2 separate regions of the Mus musculus genome follow, and region 1 is linked to region 2. A link is a contact called in public promoter capture Hi-C data. All regions are on one chromosome and are shown on one strand. Each heading gives the region's core, a stretch centred on a gene start, on an enhancer-like site or on the middle of the called end of the contact. The rest is flanking DNA. Distances are from core to core; before and after follow the strand shown. Region 1 holds the start of Slc38a2 (solute carrier family 38, member 2). Region 2 holds the start of Irak4 (interleukin-1 receptor-associated kinase 4).

Region 1 (2,700 bases), core at 201-2,700, 2.2 Mb before region 2:
TAACCTCCCCTCTGAGGAGAGTTCGGTCTCCATGGGGAGACTGTCGATACAAGACTACAAACAAATTCGAACAATCTGAGGACTGTGCAAGACAGCACAGGTTTATGAAGTCCGGACACCACATGGTTTAGAAAACAGAACTGCAAAAGTAGGACTGAGGAGGGGAGCATTAATTATAGGCAAGCCGAAAAAAGGCGTTCCTGGCTCCTTAGGTCTAGAGTGACCACCGCCCTTGAGAGGGGCGAGGGGACGTGCAGCATTCATTCTAAGGCTATTGTTTAAGTATGGCTGACCGGACCAGAGGTTTAGGATGAAGAACACAGTGTGTAAAGGGGAAATAGGGTCCTGCCCTGTCAATCATGAACACTGACACGGGCTGAAGGTACCCCAAGACTTTCGTGCCACGGAAATAGGCAGTGTTGCAGATTTCCTCAGGAAAACATTGAAGGCAAAAAAGTGTGATCACACCCAACCCTTTCCTCTATGCCCAGCCCAATCTCTCCCACGTCCCCCAAAGGAAGAGAGCACCAGGTCAAACTCGTTTGTTTATTCTTTCATTCAACCAGCATTTCGCTCTCCTCGGGGGTCTTTGTTCAACCGAAAGGGAAGGGCCCTCGCCATTCCGGCAGCACCGAATATTCTCGTCTAGGGGTCCCCCTGAGCCGCCCGGCTCTGCAAGACCAAAAGCACCACCGAGGGATCTGGGCTGTAGAGAAAGCTCCAGGCCTACATTCCAACGAGGGCGCTCTCGCTGGAAGCCCGGGGAGACGCTAGCACCAGGGGTGGGGTGGTAGCAGGAGGGAAAGTGTCCACCAAGAGGGAACAGGGCGCCCCTGGGCGGCCTCGGAAGAACCCAGCCCGAGGTTCTTTTATTAAAGGTGTGTCTGGCTTGCTGGTCAAACGCAAACCCTCCCTAGTACGCTGTGGCACGTGCAACCCAAAAGTCTATGCCGACACGCAACTGCGAGCCGCCTCTCATTCACCACCAGGCTAGCACTGGAGAGTGAAAGCACATCTAGGTGGAAAGATCGAGAACACAAACCGGCCCTCTGGGCAGCGTGGCAGCGCCCGCCCAAGTTCTGCGGGAGAAAAAAAAAAAAAAAAACCCTTCACGTAAATCAAATCTTAAGTCACGGGCTGGGAATGGTTATGGGGGGGGGGGCTGGGAGGGTAGGGTACTGCACACTCGCCGGCTGCGTCCCCGAAACGCAGCGTTGGAGACCGGGCTGGGAGGGAATCTAAGGGATCCGGCTCCGTAATTACAGCAGCCGCGGGTGGCGGCCACCCACGGGGCTGCAGTGCCCCGAGCCGCGGGGAAGCGGGGTGCGGCTGGCCCCCCGATTCGGGGTGCGGGGCAACCGGGAGGGAGGCGGAGCCCAGGTGCTGTTGATACACAAAGGCGAACGCCCGCGCCCCGCCCACTGACGCGGCGCCCCGCCGCTATAACTCGCGCTCGGGAAGCTGCTCCACACCGCGCCACGCCGTCGCCCGCGCCGCTACCCCTCAATCTCCGCCGGAGGATCGTGATCGCCATTCCCCGCTCTTTTTTTTCATTTTTCTTTAATAATTAAAGAGGAAAAAAAAATCCACCTCTTCTGCCTGTTGTTGGATTACGGGGAAATTTTAAAAATTTTTTATTAAAAAAAATAAAAGAAAAGGACTCCGTCACTGTTACATTTTTTCCCTCGTTTTACAATTCTGGTGTGTGACCGAGACAGCCCACGGGAGACGCTGCCGTGAGGTGGGCCAGCTCGCAGGGAGAGCACCGAGGTGAGGCGGGGGAGGGGCGGCGGCGGGGACGCGGGCGGCGCCGGCGGCGGGAGCGGGGGCTTGCGGCCACCCGGCCACAGCCTCCCGTTAGGGGGAAGGGGGAATCGCGCACGGGCCGCTCGGCTGCTTGCAATCGGGTCTTGTGCCTCGAAAATAATCGTCCGGTCCGGGCGTGGGGCAAGGCGAACCGCGCGAGGGCTTGACAATCAATCGCCCCTCGGTATTGCATCAGTTCCTCCCGGGGTAGAGGAGGGGCGGGTGACCGGGTACCCGGGGCAGTCCCCGGCTTGCCGGAGGCTAGGCTCGGCGTGCGCCCTGTAAACAAGCCCCGGCTGGGGCAGGGGGACCGGGCTCAGCGCCGGGGCGGCTGGAGGGGCGCCTCGGCGGGCGCATCTTTGTTCTCGCGGCCCCGCCGTCGGTACTTTTCCGCCCCTCGCCGCGCCCCCGCCCCTCGCTCGCCTGGTACTTTTCCACTCGCCTGGCGGGGGATGAATCAGCCGCGCTGCGCCGCTCGGCGGCGTCACGTGGTACGGGGGGGGGGCGGGCGGGCGCGCGCCGCAGTCCTGACGCGCCGCCTTCTACCTTCGCAGGCAGCCTCGAGGGCCAGTGCGCCGCCAAGGACAAAAGGAAGCCCGCGCCGCGAGCGAGCCGCACACCGTCCGTCCCTCCCGAGCAGCATGAAGAAGACCGAAATGGGAAGGTTCAACATCTCCCCGGATGAGGACAGCAGCAGTTACAGCTCCAACAGTGACTTCAACTACTCATACCCCACCAAGCAGGCTGCTCTGAAAAGGTGGGAAAAAGAAATGTGCTTTGCAAATTAAAAAAAAAAAGCCAGCTTGCACACACGGGTGCCTCGGGGCTGGAGGGATTGCTCATCGGTTACAGGCTAACGCGCACACCCAGGAACCAGAAGGCTCACCCGAAGCC
Region 2 (2,892 bases), core at 328-2,827:
CCAAAGACACAGGGAACAGACCAAAAAAAAAAAAATGCAAAGTAAAACAAACAACAACAATAACAACAAAGTACAAAAAACAAAACAAAAAAAAAAAACAAAAAAACCCCACAAAAACAAAAAGCCCAGCAAGCTTCCTCCTATATAAGAATTTTTGGTTTCTTCCCACTCTGGCCCCTCCCCCTGGTCACTTCTTCCTTATACTTTTACGCAGTCTGAACTTCCCCCATACCCAAACAACCATGTTCTACACTAGCTGTCCCAATGCCTCTCACCCTACAGCAGCCCCGTTTGTTCCTGATGCATCTGCCAAAAGACCTTTGAGATGCCGAGAGATGTCCACAATTTCTAAACACTGACATACTTCAGTGGCCACTAAAACGCTTTGGGTATACTAAAATGTATAATGTCATCCATTCACCAAGACATGTCCTATCTGTGACAGATATTAATCCAGGTGCCTGAAAAATAAAACGTTAGGAAGAATAGGGAGAAAAGGGAGGCAAGAACACAGGGGAGTTTTATTCTAATGATGGAAGAAGGTAGCAAGCTGAGAATGCATTTGGCAGTCTGTTAAACGCTGCCTGCGGTGGTTTGAACAGGAGGGGATTCCATCGTCCCTCATTTGAGTACTTGGTTCCCAGTTGGTGACTTGTCTCAGTTAGGGTTTCCATTGCTGTGAAGAGACACCATGACCAAGGCAATTCTTATAAAGGACAGCATTCAATTGGGGCTGGCTTACAGGCTCAGCGGTTCAGTCCGTTGTTGTCTGCAGTGCAGTCAACAGAAGTCTGTGCTACTGTAGAGTGCGAATTCATCTCCTAAGTTGTTTTGTTTGTTTGTTTTTTGTTTGTTTCTGTTTGAACAGGGAACACAACAAAGACAAGACTGGGAGGCCCAAGTTTGGCCGGAGTGATCAGATCAGTCTTGAAACATGTAGGAAGCAAAAATGTTTAGCATGAAAATAGGAGAATTAAAAAAAAAAACCCTGAGCTCTTTGGCATACATCTTGAAGAATTACTCCCAGAAACGGAAAAATCGATTTTTTTTTTTTTTTAAATTTCCTGCTTTGGGGCCACTGTGTCCATTCCGAAAGCTAATGGTGCTTTCTTGCTCTCTTGGGAATGCTTTTCCTGCCCCTCTCTTGCTTCCAATCTGTCTTGCGCTTACCTCTCCCTCTACCTGTTGGACTGTCTGACTACAGCTAGCTTCCTATGCTCCCCATAGCGAGCAAGCGAGACACTCCGGCGGCAGAGCAGCGCACAGAGGCTGCGGGGCTCCCCAAGCCTCCTCTGCCCGAGTGCGCCCATTTCCTGGTTCTGGAGCGAAGCGACTGATCACCAACCCGGCCCGGGACAGAGGACAGCGGAGAGATCGTGGCTTGAGATCAGCCTTCCTCATACAACCTACTTCCTCTCGGACGTCCCTCGCTTCCTGGACAAGGCGATCGGCGTCCCGCCACGGTCCGGCGAGGACTCGGGGGTGGAGGACGCAGGACCACCAGGCGACTTCAGACTGCCTGCGATCGGGATGCTGCGGGTCACCGGGGCATCATATCCCCCTGTGGGACAGGGAGGGCAGGTCAGCTAAGGGTGAGAGTATAGGGGCGGAGCCAATCCGGAAGGCCACGCCTTTCCCTCCCCGAGCTCCACCCAGGGAAGAGCTACACCAACCGGAGCCTGTCCCTTTAAATGTCCCTGTAAGAGGCTAGGCGGCGGAAAGGCTTCTGGGCATGCGCACTGTGTCACTCGGCGGACCACTTTCTCACGGAAGCGAGGTAGAGCTCACAGAGTCTATTAGGATGCCGGGTCACCGGTGGATCCAAGACTGCTGGACCGGGGAGGGAGGCGTGGTGGCGGCGCCCAGGGAGCGGGGTGGGGTTGGGGTGGGAGTCCCTCTGCAGCCTCGGCTCGCCCCGCGGAGCGGAGGAGGAGCTCTTGCCACCCTCGCCCCCACGTGCCCTGTCTGCCCGCCTCTTGACTAGCTGCTTGACTGCCATGCCTTCGTGCTGCACTGTCCCCACGTGTAGCCTGGAAAGCCGTCCTATGGTCTTTCTTTTCCAACAATCCCTAGGGTTCCGAGGACCCCTGTGGACTTGGTCAGAGCTGACTGCTGATTTCCATCTGCCATTAGAAACAACTCCACGGGGGCAGATGCCAACCTTTGACAGGGTGTTCACTATCTTTCCTTGTCAGCATTACTTCAGCTGTATTCTCCCTATCCCCTCTGCTCTGTGTCAGGGCTTCCCCCTTCCCCCCCCCCCCCCCAGTGCCCGTCTTGATTGTACTTGCACGTGGTATTTCTACCCCGCTTCTGTCTCTTGAACTATTTCCAAAGTCAAGTAGCAGTTTATTATATACCATTCCTGATTATCATAGACAAAAGTTAACACTTCTTTCTTTCTTGTCACCATTAACGCTCTTACTGTGTTCTACTTGTATCTGTTCAACTAGTATCTACTGCAGACCTACTATGTCCTTGGTGCTGTTCTGAATATGGGCTAGTCAGAATTCTGGCTCATGTGGAACTGACACTTTAAGTTGAAGAAGATGGACAGTAAATAATGAACACATTAGCTAGTCATGCTATACAGGAAATTAAATCAGTTTTTTTCTTTGTGTGTGTGTGAAAGAAAAGAAAACAGGTTCCTAAAGCTTATAGATGAATCCTATAGATTAGATTATTGGTGGGTGAAAATGTCTGAGGATGTAGATGATCAATTACTTGTAAAGTCTGGGAAATACAAGAGCTAGGCAGTGAAGCTGCTCTCTCAGGGCTCCGTGTGTCGTGGAGAGAGTAGATTGTGTGAGGACTGTGATTCATTCCCTATAGAATTGGCCTTGGGCCGCTGCTCCAAGAAAACACCATGAGACTTTCTTTTCTTCTATGCCA

The links. Promoter capture Hi-C pulls out the DNA fragments that hold promoters and counts their contacts.
Region 1: a contact with region 2 is called in a promoter capture Hi-C map of pre-B cells, with 2.9 times the contacts expected there. The contact joins the promoter of Slc38a2 here to the promoter of Irak4 in region 2. A contact is called at or near these places in 1 of 39 promoter capture datasets (pre-B cells) and 1 of 484 Hi-C or Micro-C datasets (the G1E-ER4 cell line).

Annotation. Positions count from the first base shown.
Region 1 is chr15:96,698,478-96,701,177 of GRCm38.p6, reverse strand. It overlaps Slc38a2 (solute carrier family 38, member 2), which reads left to right and starts at 1,450. Exons shown (of 16, transcript NM_175121.4): 1 at 1,450-1,770; 2 at 2,361-2,563. The coding sequence starts at 2,448.
Region 2 is chr15:94,542,345-94,545,236 of GRCm38.p6, reverse strand. It overlaps Irak4 (interleukin-1 receptor-associated kinase 4), which reads right to left and starts at 1,577. Exons shown (of 12, transcript NM_029926.5): 1 at 1,411-1,577. Pus7l (pseudouridylate synthase 7-like) reads left to right here and starts at 1,730. Exons shown (of 9, transcript NM_172437.3): 1 at 1,730-1,777.